Regions from separate parts of the Sus scrofa genome. Here region 2 is linked to region 1. A link is a contact called in public Hi-C data. All regions are on one chromosome and are shown on one strand. The core of a region is the stretch at or near the end of the contact, and the rest is flanking DNA. Distances in the headings are between cores, read along the strand shown. Region 1 holds the start of UBE2B (ubiquitin conjugating enzyme E2 B). Region 2 overlaps JADE2 (protein Jade-2).

The links. A called contact is a pair of places that touch in the nucleus more often than the background predicts.
Region 2: a Hi-C map of liver shows a contact between it and region 1, with 6 times the contacts expected there. The contact joins the enhancer-like site here to the promoter of UBE2B in region 1. A contact is called at or near these places in 3 of 47 Hi-C or Micro-C datasets (heart right ventricle and liver) and 2 of 2 datasets of contacts at active chromatin or transcription factors (alveolar macrophages and skeletal muscle).

The regions. Positions count from the first base shown.
Region 1 is chr2:136,649,175-136,656,226 of Sscrofa11.1, reverse strand. UBE2B (ubiquitin conjugating enzyme E2 B) reads right to left here and starts at 3,412. Exons shown (of 6, transcript NM_001257356.1): 1 at 3,276-3,412; 2 at 760-840. The coding sequence starts at 3,319.
Region 2 is chr2:136,731,945-136,738,890 of Sscrofa11.1, reverse strand. The region is part of intron 6 of JADE2 (protein Jade-2); the gene reads right to left. Among named protein-coding and RNA genes, the nearest start is that of JADE2, 49 kb to the right of the region's middle. Within about 2 kb of position 5,055, at least 70 of the 83 cell types and tissues checked have an H3K27ac peak or open chromatin away from gene starts, as enhancers often do. A contact at or near this core is called in alveolar macrophages, liver and skeletal muscle, where this site is marked.

The DNA of each region.
Region 1 (7,052 bases), core at 2,163-4,662:
TTATTTTCTACTAGTCTTCTAACGTAGACTCTCATAACTGATTCGATGGCAACTGGGAATTCTGTTTATGAAAGTACTCCTTTAAAGGCCAAACAGAACACCCATGGACTCTATAACATCTACTTTGAGAAACAAACTTCAGTGCAAAGCCCTATTTTAAAAAGAGCAAAAGAAAATATCCAGTTCAGGATAACCAAAGAAAAAGCATAAGGAAATTCTAAATTAAAAAACACGTACGCAATATATACTACATGTAAAATGGAGGAGTGCTCCCCCGAAGGGTTCATTCAGTTATTTCACACTGGGCTGTCAGACAGTTTTCATTTAAATTCTTGCCAAGGTGGAAGTTCTCAGTATTTTGGGTTCCAAGCCTTTTTACCATTTTAGTAGAATGAAAGAATGAACACTTGCTTGGTTCATTTTACAACAAATAATTTCTCTTTCTCCTTTAGTCTCAGATGATATTTTTATCAAGTAAAACCCAAAATGATTATAGTCATAAATTTTATGTAATGCCACAACTCTTTATCAGAACTTTTTTTTTTTTAATTTATTTTTTATTTATTTATTTTTTTTTTATTTTCCCACTGTACAGCAAGGGGGTCAGGTTATCCTTAGATGTATACTGAACTTTTTTTTTTTACCTCGCAGTTTCTTTAAGACCCGTGCTTCCACCTCAGTTCCCTCTTCCTATTGTTACACATTCACTTTTCTTAAAACAATCGCCACACCTACCATTTGTTATTTCTTTCAACTCACCCAAATATAACTGCATTCCACTGCATGATGTTGTTTTCAGATGGTGCGCCACTGACACCCACAGGTGGGTCCTCTTGCAATCTGGAAATCCAGAGCAGAGATTTTAAAAGTTGAACATTAACACCATTAAGAAGGCCAAACAGAACACCTATGGACTCTATAACATCTACTTTGAGAAACAAACTAAACCCATTTCCTTGTTCCTGTGCTGAGCTGGAATAAACCATATGACTTAAAAAAACAACCACAATCAGATATATACTTATTAAATATCTCTCTAGATTATGTAAAATCCCAAAGGGATTCCATCTCTCTCCAAATATCACCAAAGATATCTCTTCAAGAAGTGCTTTCTCCCAAAAAATAAATAAAAACCTTAAGAGAAAAAAAAGTATTTTTACAGAACCATCAATTTTGCTGCTGTAAACATACTAAGACTTCAGTCCTAACAACCAATACTTGAACATGGCCACCAAACCACCCCCCAAAGCTAACCCCACCCAAACAAAAACCCAACTCAGTATAAAAACTAAATGACTAAAAACACTCATATCCACTTTAATGAGAATACTAGTTTTAAGCGGAATCACTTTATCCGATTTGCTTCAGTTAACAATAGCTTTTAGGAGTTCCCGTCGTGGCCCAGTGGTTAACGAATCCGACTAGGTACCATGAGGTTGCCGGTTCGGTTCCTGCCCTTGCTCAGTGGGTTAACGATCCGGCGTTGCCGTGAGCTGTGGTGTATGTAGGTTGCAGACCGCGGCTCAGATCTTGCATTGCTGTGGCTCTGGCGTAGGCCGGTGGCTACAGCTCCGATTCGACCCCTAGCCTGGGAACCTCCATATGCCGCGGGAGCAGCCCAAGAAATAGCTAAAAAGACAATAAATAAATAAATAAATAAATAAATAAAATAACAATAGCTTTTAATCAAAGCTTCCGTTAGGTTTTCATTGGTCCCTAATTTAAAAGTTCTGCATCAATACTAAACCCACCTCTCAGATCAAGAGACATTAATACAAAACTACTTTCGAGTATCTGTCATAGTCAAATTCTTGTAACCGAAGACCATTGGAAAACCACGCAAGGTGCCAAGCGTACAATTTAAAATTAAGCAGAGAATTGCAGTGACCATCCAGGGTAACACAGGCCACAAACTCCAAGTTTTATTATTTGAATTTTACTTATGGGAGCTAATCTGAAAATACTCTTTTCAAGCTGGAGAAGACTAGATTTGCACCAAAGAGAGCACCTCCTTCTAGACTTTCATCTCAATAAAGAAATAAATGCTACATTTTATGTATACATAGCGACTGCCATGTAATATGATACTTGAAATTAGTTTCCCCCCAAATGGCTCTTTTTAGTCAACCTCAAGCAGAATACAGATGACCATGGATATGCTGCCTGAGAGCCGTCCACTAAAGATAAAGGCTAAATTACAAATACATTCAATGATAAACTGGCCAAAGCCCCAAACAATGGCTTCCAAGGGCCTCACCTAAGGGTTTACAATGGTTGAGAGGTTACTTCCTGAATGACTAAGTTTTTACACTAAATATTTTGTCTCGATCGGGGTGGGTCTCCCAGAAACCCACTTAAAAATGTGCAGAGGAGGGCAATGCTAAGTCTTCTCTTTTTCTCCCCCTACCTCCAGGTATTGAATTAAAGGCAACAAAACTGAAGTCACTTCCTCCTCACTCATGCCAACACCTCCTTACACAACCCTGTTTTACAAAAGGAGGCCCAGGGAGTATCAGGTTAGCGCCAGACTCAAGGAAGGCATTTTTCCAGACTTTGAGGCTATAGATAGGGCTTTATACACCAGGCCACAGAGCTGAGTTCCAGAAGGCACTGGCAGCCGCCGTTGCCAGCCCTGAGTCCCAGGTCTCTACGCCAGTTCTCAAGGTCTTTTCAGGCGAGCGGGGAAGAGTCGGGTTTCAGAGGACGGGATAACAACCTCCGGCCCTCGCGCATCAGATCCCACCCTCGCTGAAGAATGGCAGGGGGTGTGTGTGTCTGCGTGAGCGTGTGGCGGGGGTGGGGGGGTGGGGGGGCAAGGTGGTCGCCCCAACCCTGGCCCTCGGAGGAGACCGCAGGCTCATCCAACAAAGCCAACTAGTGCAGCTACCGGGGGAAAGGTTTCTCAAGCGCTCGCTTTTAGGGCAGTGAGGGGGCACCACAAAGTGCAGCAGTGGGTGATGAGGTTTGGACGCCAGGGTGAGGCATCAGGCAACTGGCCCAAGTGGACAACAAGGAATCCTAGGACAGCCAAAGCCATCTTCTTACTTCTTCCGGGGGGAGGGGAGTGGTGAGGGGATATCGAAATTTCTTACGTCGAAGGAGTGAACAAGCAAGGCTGACGGACTGCGAACAGGGGCTAGGACTGGGCTTCCGTCAATCCCGGAGGGCCCACAGCGGCCCTCTTAGGGTCATGAGGGGAAGGTGTCCCGGATCCCCGCCCTGCAACCCCGCAGCTTGGGGAGGAGCCGTCATCCGGTGAAGATGAAGGCCCTTACCGCTTGAAATCTCGCATAAGTCTCCTCCGGGCCGGGGTCGACATGCTCCCCAGCTGCCCCGCGGTCAGTCCGAAAGAAAAGAGTCCCGCACAGCCCCCCCACCCCCCGGCGCGGCGGCCGAATCACTGTGGGTCACCGCCGCCGCCGAGGCTGCACAAACAACCCTGCAATGACGTCTCCCTCCGCCGCCTCCAGATCCCTCCGCCCTCCGCCGGTACCATGAAGTGAGGGGTTGGGGAGAAAGGGGTGGGAGGTAGGAGAGCTCTTTATGGGAGCCCTTCAGTAGGGACCCTATCCATTTTGGTTTCCTTAACTAGTCGACCAGTTATTGTGCTCTGTGCTCCGACTGGAGATTGTAGATCAGGAGATACTGAAACCGAAACACCAACTCGTATCCCCCTCTTTCACTAGCTTAGGCTCGACCGGGTGGGGAGAGAGGGACGTATCCGGGACCAGAGATTTCAGGGAAAGGAGGTGGGATGACGCAAGATCACGTGACTACCGGCGGCGTTGTCAACAATCCACCCCTGAGGGGGAGGGGACGAAGTATCTAGAACCACGTGTCCCTATGACGTGATTAGAACGGGTCACGTGAGAGCGTCGCCGGGATCTGAGTTTTAGCCAGGTTTTTGAACCGGGTGGTTAAATTGACGGGGCTCAGGGTGGATATACACCTTTATTACTTATGTCTCTGGTTTCTCTCATTAACAGCAATCAATGATGTGTCGGAAGCACTAGTTTGTTGTGTTTCTTAACTCTCTAAAACAGAGCCCCAAATAATTTGGATATCCCCACTGGTTGATTCAATGGCTTATCAAATATGGTATGTGGGGGAAGAGTGAAGGGACCTCCTTTTTTCTCATTGTTGAATGCTCAGGCTCCTAGCAAGTAAAATCCCTTGAAATGCTTCCTTAGGACCACCAAAATAGTCTGCATATACACTGCAGTGGGTTTCCAGGATTGGAAATTCTGGGCAGAGATAAAAGAACGGGTGTACAGGGTTTCCCGGGTGGTGGAGTGGTTAAGGACTCAGCACTCTCATTGCTGTGGCTCCGGACCTTGGCGTGCCGCAGGGGTGGTCAAAAAAAAAAAAATAGTGTACAGATTGTCTAATGTTGGTTTATAATCACTGTGGAATTACAGAATTTTGTTTTCCTTTATGGGTGTGCTCTCATGTGAGGATTTGTGTCACAGTCCATGGATTTAGCTAACATGGAGTATGGTTTTATTTGTCAAGAAATGTAGGGATTTGATCTCAAGAGTTTATCCATTTGTAGTTGGTGTCAAAGAAATCTAAAAGTATGATCAGATCTGGGGGATACTGCAGACATGGATGGGAGATTGTATCTAGAGACTGGGTAACTTATTTCACGTTTTTTTAGTGTAGCAAGTACGTGGCCTGAAACGTCCTCCACTATGGGACTCAGTGATGTTGACCATTGGGATTCAGAGATTACTTCAAGTCATTGAGTTCTCTTCCTCTGTTGCCTCAGTGCTCAGTCAGAGCTTTTGGTATGAACTCTGAACTCTTTTAATGCATTTGGGTAATTCTTCAGCCCAGTGTGTTATAGGATAGAATGAGGAATTAAGTGTTGCCTGTAGTTTCACGGACCCAGAAAGGGTTAACATTCTCCACTTTGCTTGTACCTTCCTTTCTTCAATCCCTTAATTCTTTCTCTTGCTTTTAGTAACTGCCTTGGTGAGCAAGTTAGCCAGGCCTAACTCGTGATAGATGTGCATTCACAATTTAATTCTGGGGGTTCCCATTGTGGCACAGCAGAAAGGAATCCGACTAGTATTCATTGGGCTGCTGGTTCCACCCCTGGCCTCACTCAGTGGGTTGGGGATCCAGCACTGCGGAGAGCTGTGGTATAGATCACAGATACAGCTCAGATCCCAGTGTGGCTGTGGTTGTGGTGTAGGCCAGCAGCTGTAGCTCCCAATTGACCCTTAGCTTGGGAACTTCCATATGCCATAGGTGCAGCCCTAAAAAGCAAAAAAAAAAAATCTCTAAGTCAAAAAGTGAATATTTGAATATTCTTATTTTTACTTTTATTTGTTTGCCTCCCTGCCACAGCAATCTTTATTCTCCCACTACCTAAGGATGAAAACACACCAGTAGGGTTACCTATAGTGAAATGCTGAAAGAAACCTTTTTTTTTTTTCCCCTTTACTTTTTTGGCTTCCCTGAGGTATAAAGAGCCAGGGATAAGATCTGAGCCATAGTTGCAACCTGAGCCAGGGATAAGATCTGAGCCATAGTTGCAACCTGAGCTGCAGCCTTAGCAACGCCGCCAGATCCTTAACTCACTGTGCTGCGTGGGGGAATGAAGCTGTGTCCAAGCACTCCCAAGATGCCACCAATCCCATTGCACCACAATGGGAACTCCTGAAAGAAACCTTTTTAAAAATCCTTGTTAGTCATTTGTCCAGCAATTTATTATAATTTTCTATGGCTTTCTGAAATTTAGCCACTCTTGACAAATTCAAGTGAAGTTTCATTGAAGTCTTACAGCTTTACTGTATAAGCAAGAATCATACACTGTCCTGGTTGCCAGGCCTGCCATAACCTATTTGTAGAAAGAATAGTTTTAAAGCTATAATTTTATACTGTAGTGATTCTGTAGCTCTAGATTGTAAGCTCACAGAGGGCAGGGACTCTGATTCATTCTTTGTCCCTTGCCAATATAAAACCAACAATAAATATTTAATAAATGTGCTGTATGGCAAGTGTGGGTCCACTATAAGATTTACTGTGATGTTCGTATTCATAAGTGGAAAGTATTTTCTAACATGGTTGAGTAACTTTTCAAAAGGAAGGACAATTCTGAATATGTTGGTGGTGATAAGCAAAAACCAAGACCATTGCTCCTACCTCTCCCACACCTCTCTTGACATAAACCTTAGCAACACAGAAACGCTTGGGAAGCTTTTAAAATACCAATTCCTTTAACCTGACTCGTTTAAACTAGGATCTCTGGGAATGGGGCCTTTTAAAAACCTCTCCAGGAGTGACTTCAACTGTTCCTGGAGGCGCAAGACCAACTGGACTTGAATTTATTGGATAATTTGGCAATGCTTTCTCTTATTTAGGAGAAGCATAATGAGATTTGGCATCTTGCACTTAACTCTTTTTACAGAAAAAAGAAATGAAAGCCTAGGAAAGACAACATTCTCTGGGCACTTCTGGTTACATTCCTTTTTATCCATTAGAGATTGTCATTGCAGCAGAACCCATATCTAGTTCTTAACTAATTAGATAAAGGGTTTCTTTTTTTGGAGGAGGAGAAGGGTGGGTGCTATTATACGTCGGTCTGTTGCGGTGGAACCCTTTGAATTATTTGCTATCCTAATGAGGATCTTTTAGGGTTTTGATAAGTCGTAAGGGCATTTGTAAAAAGGAGGACTATTATGAGTTAAAAATACTTTTTATTTTTGTCTTTTTGCTATTTCTTGGGCCGCTCCCGCGGCATATGGAGATTCCCAGGCTAGGGGTCGAATTGGAGCTGTAGCCACCGGCCTACGCCAAGAGCCACAGCAACGCAGGATCCGAGCCGCGTTTGCAACCTACACCACAGCTCTCCGCAACGCCGGATCCTTAACCCACTGAGCGAGGGCAGGGACCGAACCCGTAACCTCATGGTTCCCAGTCGGATTCGTTAACCACTGCGCCACGACGGGAACTCCAAAAAAAAAATAATTTTTTTTTAAAGCCTATGGGGTGTTCAAGAAATGCTCTTGATTTATGAACCGTTTTATCCCCGTTTTAAGGATCAA
Region 2 (6,946 bases), core at 3,806-6,305, 81 kb before region 1:
AGAATGAAGCTGGACCTCTACCTCACACCATATGGAAAAGTTAACTCAAAACAGATTAAAGACCTATATGGAAGAGGTAAAACTCTAAAACTCTTTAAAGAAAACATAGGAGTAAACATTTGTTACTTGCATTAGGCAATGGTTTCTCAACTACCAAATCCAAAGTACAAGCAACCAAAGAAGAAAGAGATAAATTGGACTTATCAAAATAAAAAAAATTGTGCTGCAGGGAGTATCAACAAGAAGGTATAAAGAGATGTTCTTTTCTGGGGCAGTGGGTTAAGGATCTGGCATTGTCACTGCAGCAGCTTGGGTGGCTGCTGTGGTGCCAAATTGATCCCTGGCCTGGGAACTTCCACATGCCTCAAGTGTGACACACACACACACACACACACACAAAATAGTTAAAGACAACCTGGATGATGGTAAAAAATTTTTGCAAATCGTTTTTCTGACAAGAGACTTTTGTCTAGAATATATAAAGGACCCTTACGACTCAATAATAGACAAACAAATATTCATTTTAAAAAAATGAGCAAAACATTTGAATATATATTTCCCCAAAGAACATGTACAAATGGTCAATAAGCACCTGAAAAAAGTATTCAACATCAGGGAAAAGGAAATCAAACCATAATGAGATACTTCGTCACATTACTAGGATGTCTATAAGGAAAAGGAGAGATAATAATAAATGTTGGCAAAGATGTGGAAATACTGGTACCCTCACATTCTGCTCATGGGAACGTAAAACAGTGCAGCTGCTTTGGGGAAATAGTCTAATGGTTCCTCAAAATGTTAAACATAAAGTTACCATATAACCCAGCAATTCTACGCTAGCAACACACCCAAGGAAATGAAAACATATGTCCATACAAAAACTTGTATGTGAATGTACAAAGCAGCATTATTCATAACAGCCAAAAAGAAGAAACAGCCTAAATGTCCACGAAGTGATGAATGGATAAATGAAATGAAGTATATCCATGCAACGGAATATTACCCAGACGTAAAAAGGAATGACATTCTAATATATGCTACAACATGGGTGAACCTTGGAAACATTACGTATGTGGTAAGAAGCCAGTGACAAAAGACCACATGTTGTGTGACTCCATTTAAATGAAATATCCAGATAGGCAAATCCATAAAGACAGAACGTAGATTAGTGGGTATCCAGGTCTACAGGTGGGACATGAGGGGAAAAGTAGAATGATTTTTAATGGGCATGGTTTTTTGAGGAGGAAGGTATTCTGAAATTGTTCACACTGTTGGTGGGAATGTAGATTGGTACAATCACTATGGAAAACAGTATGGAGGTACCTCAGAAAACTAAATATAGAACTATCACATGACCCAGCAATCCCACTCCTGGGCATATATCCAGACAAAACTTTCCTTGAAAAAGATACATGCACACCTATGTTCATTGCAGCACAATAGCCAAGACATGGAAACAACCTGAATGTCCAATGACAAATGAATGGATGAGGAAGATGTGGTATATATACACAATGGGATACTACTCAGCCATAAAAAGAACAAAATAATGCCATTTGCAGCAACAGAGATGGAACTAAAGACTCTAATACTAAGTGAAAAAAGTCAGAAAGAGAAAGACAAATACCATATGATAGACCTTATACCTGGAATCTAATATACGGCACAAATGAACCTATCTATAGAAAAGAAACAAACTCATGGACATGGAGAAGAGACTTGTGATTGCCAAGGGGGAGGGGGAGGGGAGGGAGTGGGATGGACTGGGGTTAATAGATGCAAACTGTTGCATTTGGAATGGATAAACAATGAGACCCTGCTGCATAGCACAGGGAACTATATCTAGTCACTTGTAATGGAACAAGATGGAGGATAATGTGAGAAAAAGAATATATATATATATATATATATATATATATATATATACACACATGCATACATATGTGTGTGTGTATATATATATATAAAACTGGGTCACTCTGCTGTACAGCAGAACTTGACAGAACACGATAAATCAACTATAAATTTTTTTTTAATGAAACTGATTGTAGTCATCATTGTACAACTCTGTGAATATATTAAAAATTATTAAATTGTATCAGTTAAATAGGCAAGTTACATGGTGTGTGAATTATATCTTGATCAAACTATTCTTTTTTTTTTAAATTTGATGAATCTGACAGGAGGACCCTGGTGATACCCAGCTGAGGCCATTTTAGTGTCATGTTGGAGTGCTGGAAAAAGACAGACTAGGGAGGGACGTGAGCAAAGAAGAAAGGCAATTACATGGAGAAGACTTGGGAGGCTCACCTGCCCATGAAAGCCAGAGTGAGGCTTGATGCAGGGGAGGGCTTGGGGCTCTGCAAGCCCCCATGAGACACATGACATTCCTAAGCCTGAGATGCAGCTCCTCAGAGAAGTTGCTGATGATGCCTCTGTGAGCCTCTCCAGGCTTCTATCCTGATGCTGGCCAGACCGGCCAGGCCAGTCCTCTCTTCTCTATACCGTTAAAACCGAGCCACTGGAAAAGCTGACCCCACCCTGCCACGTCTTGGAACCCTTCCGTGGAGGTGCTAGCTCCCACTGACCTCTCCCTTCTCAGCACGCTTTCACCCTACACGCAAGATGTCATCACCACAAGGTATCTAACAGTTGACGAGAGCAGCCTGCAAGTACAGCGAGGATACAGGTACACACACTGCTTTCCTAGCCTGTGAGGACAAGGGAACCCGGGCATGGCTCCTGCTCATATATCCCCATCTGCTCAAGTAGGGCTTCTGGGGCCCCCTGCTCGGTGCCCTTAGGATTTCTAGGAGCCCGAGGGAATGCTGCGGAATAGTGCACGAAGGTCCCCTAGGGTCTGCGGTCTCTTCCCTATGCCGTTCTTCTGGTCACCCTATGTCTCCCAGTGAGGATGCAGGGCTTGTTGGTGTTGGTTACACTTTGTCAGAGGGGTCCCTGAGCAGCATACCATGGATGCCGCTGCTTTAGTACAGCAGTGAGAAAGCCCAGTTATTAAGGGCTATCTTTGCTCCTGTGCTTTCTACAGAGTCACATTGGGGCATATGAAGCTCCGGTCAGGGTAAGCCCTAGTGGAGGAACCACACTGAATGCAGCCTCAAGCAGCCTTAATGTTCCAACTATAACCTCTAGTCGGTGTATTCTCTGCATAGGCCATGGGATTCCCTAACCATGACCAAGTATCTCTGAATCCCTGCTGACCTGGCGACCTGATTTGGCAAACAGGATGTCGCCTGAAGACTGGAACTCATAGCCATGAGTCTGCCAAACTCATTTGTAAAGATTTTTCTTATGACCACTGCTTCTTGCTTGGGCTTCTACAGCCTGACTGCCCTTTGAGGAGATGGTCATTAAATCTGGGTTTCTGGGAAAGCCATGTTTTCCTTGGTGACTACAGGTGCCATCCATCACACTTGGGCCAGAGCCAGCAAGTAAGATACACTTATTAATCCTTGGGCCCCAGTGTATTCAGAAGAGCACCAAGATCCCTGGGGCTGGGCTTTAGGTGGCCCTTAGAAAAGGGGCCTGCCCCCTCTTGGAAAACAAAGATGATCGCTAATTAGCATATGAAAGAAAGGCTCTGAGAAAGCCTGCAGTAAATGGTGTTCAGGTTTTTTGAAAATAGTGCTTCCCAAACATGTGTCCATGGAACACTTTTTTGTCCACCTCACCCACTATCATCCAGGGGCACATCGCCCTAATGACAAAGTCCAGAATTTAAGGCTGGCATTTGGGGTCCAGCCTACAGATCTCATTGGTCAACATCCCTCCTCTCCTGTCACCAGGATTCCTCTCAGTATCTTGCATGTTCTTGTTCAAGGCAAAGCCCACAGCTGTCTCTACCTGCTGAGGAGCCAGTATCTCCGAGCCACCTGTTCTCTTCAATGCCCAAAGCCACCTCTTCCCACTTCATGCTCGCTAGTGGCTATTGCTTCCAACACTGGGTATCCTTGAGTGCCTCTGGTTGCCTGTCCTCTCCCCTTCCTCCTTTCCACTCCTCGCTGCTCTCTGAATTACCCCTGAGAGGCCATGGGCATGGGATACCACACTTGGCAAGAAGCCAAGGGAGCAGGACTGGGTTTTGAAGGGGTCTCAGAGCTTGAGCCCCTCTTCTCAGCTTCCCACCCCACAGGAACCCTGCCTCCCTCAGCAGAAGAACAGGGGGAGGGATGGGAGGTGGAGATGGGGGTGGGGTGACAACCTAGTACCAGTTTCTGCCCTCTGCAGGGACCGGAGGCTGCCCCCATGCCTGAATCTGCCCCCTTGGCGAGAATGAATGATCAATGACGGTTCTTAGGGAGAAGCCCCTCCCCCCGTTCGGAACACACTCTCCACGTGGGAATTGGCCACTTCCCCAAACTGAAGACACATCCTGGCTGGAGCTGGCAGTGGGCCGGGCACCTCCGGGGCAGCCGGGCAGGGCGGAGTGTCCTGGAGAGCCGCGGATGGGCCTCACACCCAGCCTGGGCCAGGACACCCAGTCCTTGGCCGAGGCCCAAACCGGCTCTGTTTACAGAATCTGTCGGCTCTGTTTTCCCCTCCCCCACCCACCACTTCCCCTAGAGTCCTGGGGGCTGGGAGAGGGCTAAGAGGCAGCCAATCCTGGGCCGGCCCCTCAGTACCCTTCTGGGCTCCTAGGGTCCACCCGCCCCCTTCGCCAGTCTTCTGGTTTCCACTTCAAAGTGCCGAGTGGGAATGCGCATTTTAAGAGAGAAATCTGCAGCGAGCACCGCTTACTCCCCAGGAAAGTTTAGCTAATGGTGGAAAGATGGGCGCTGTGCCGGCAGGCACAGGGCGAGTTTTCTAGGTAAGGGGCTTACTCTTCCTGAATACCTCCAGACAGCCCGACCCGTGGGGCCCTCGGAGTTTGTCCAGAATTGCCGTCGGCACCCCAGACCCATGGGCCCCGGGAGTTTTTCCAGAACTGCCGCGGGGACTTGGCGCAAACTAGACGTAGCCCGGCGGGCAGGCCGGGGGCTTTCGGGGGTAGGCACGTCTTGCGATAAGGCCAACGGCAGGCAGGCCGGGCCGCAGTGACTCAGCCGCTGCGGCTACAAGGAAGCTCCGCGGGCCCCAAGGAGGAGGACAGAGGAGGTGGGGCCCAGCCTGGGACGCCCCGCCCCGCCCCGCCCCTGGGCTCCGGGAAGGACGGCCCGCCACCCCCAGCTTCCCAGAGGCGCCCGGATTTCCCACGGGTTTCCCCGTCTGCTGCAAATAGTAACAAAGGCTGGCACTTTCCGAGCGCTCATTATATGTTAGGCACTTCGCAGGCATCGTGTCTTGTTACCTCCATCAAGGTTCTGAAGCAGGCGCCACTATTACCTCCATTCAGAGACAAGGAAACTGAGGCTCAGAGATGCTAAGGGACTTGCTCAAGGTCACACAGCTATTGAACGGTAAAGGCCTCAGTTTCCAAACCCCCACATCTCTTGCCCCTTCCCAGCTCCCAAGGTCCCCCACCTCCTGCCTTCCTAGGTGCTAGCAGGCCCCCTGGGGATGCCTTCCAAGGCAAAACCAGAAACCTGGACATCCCCTGGCCTGGGGCTAACTCAGGAGAAACTTTGTCATTTAGAGGCAAACACAGTGATCTTGATTTCGCGTCTGCTGAACTCCCAGCCTGGTTTCAGATGGCAGCAAAGTTCCCCTGTCTCGAGTTTCCCTTTGACCTCCACTCTGAGGGAAACTGCTGGGCACAGGACTGGGTCCCCAGGGAACACTGCCCTGCCAGCTCAACCCTGCCCTCTGGAGAGATACAGTCTCCAGAAAGCCCCTGCCCTGCACACAGACTAGCTCCCCAAACCTGGGGCCTGGCCAAATAAGAAGCAGCAGGCGCACACTGCCCCACTGCTGCTGGCTGGACCCCGCCTGCATGGGTTCAGGGCCAGGGCTCTGCCTCAGAAAGTCAAGTCTGAACCCCAGCACGGGTGGAGGAGCAAAGAGCACCCTGACCCTGGGGCTGCCCTGGGAGGTGGTGAGCCTCCTGTTATCTAGGGTGGGGGAGCACCTGTGGAAGAAATGATTCAAAAAGAGGGTGGGACGAGATGACCTTTAAAGCCCCTAATTCTTCTATGAGTCAGGCAGAGTCCGAGTGAATGGCTTGTTCTGACAGCTGCTTAAGTGGAAACTTTCCCAGATGCTCCCACTTCCTTCCCCTTTGACCTCTTTATGCTGGGCCTCAGGATCGTCCTCCTTGAGGTTCAGAGAATATCGGAAAGAAGATCACTCCCAAGTGCCCTGCCTCAGTTTGCCAGTCTGTCTCAGTGGCCATTGTGAGGCTCTGATTCATGGGAGGAGAGCAAGGAGGAAAGATGAAAGGGAGGAAGGGGTGGGGGGAGGAAGGAAGGAAGAAAAGAAGGATGGATGGATGGATGGATTTTAGGATGAGTGACCGCCTCTGTGGTTGAACTGGTTTGACCAGGGCCCCAGTCCCAGCTCCACACCTCTTCCCCCAGACATGTGACCTTGAGCAATGTCACCTTACCTCCCAGGGCCTCTGCAAAGTGAGAAAACTCTGATACCAACCACCCTATCCCACTGTTGGTAGCACAACTGTGTGCTGGTGCCTGGCAGACAACACGGCTCTACAGAACCTCTTCATGGTTCTGTTTTAGGAGGAAAGTCCCCAAAGACAGGCAAATTCTGGTGGAGAGAATGGAGAGAGGAAAAGGCCTGCAGGGCACTTCCTGTGGTGGGAAGGGCTATCCTAAGACACTACCAACTACCACCCCTGTGTGCCAGGCATGGTGCTAGGGCGTCATACCCATTTTCGCACTTAGATCTGTTTATAAAGTAGATACTGGTCTTACCCCCATTGAATGGACAGCAGAATCAAAGCCTGGAAATGTTGAGACTTGCCCGTAGAGGATTCACAGCCAGGCAGGCTGACGTTGGGGCCTTGTCCTGCCCAGGTCCTGACTCAGGGCCC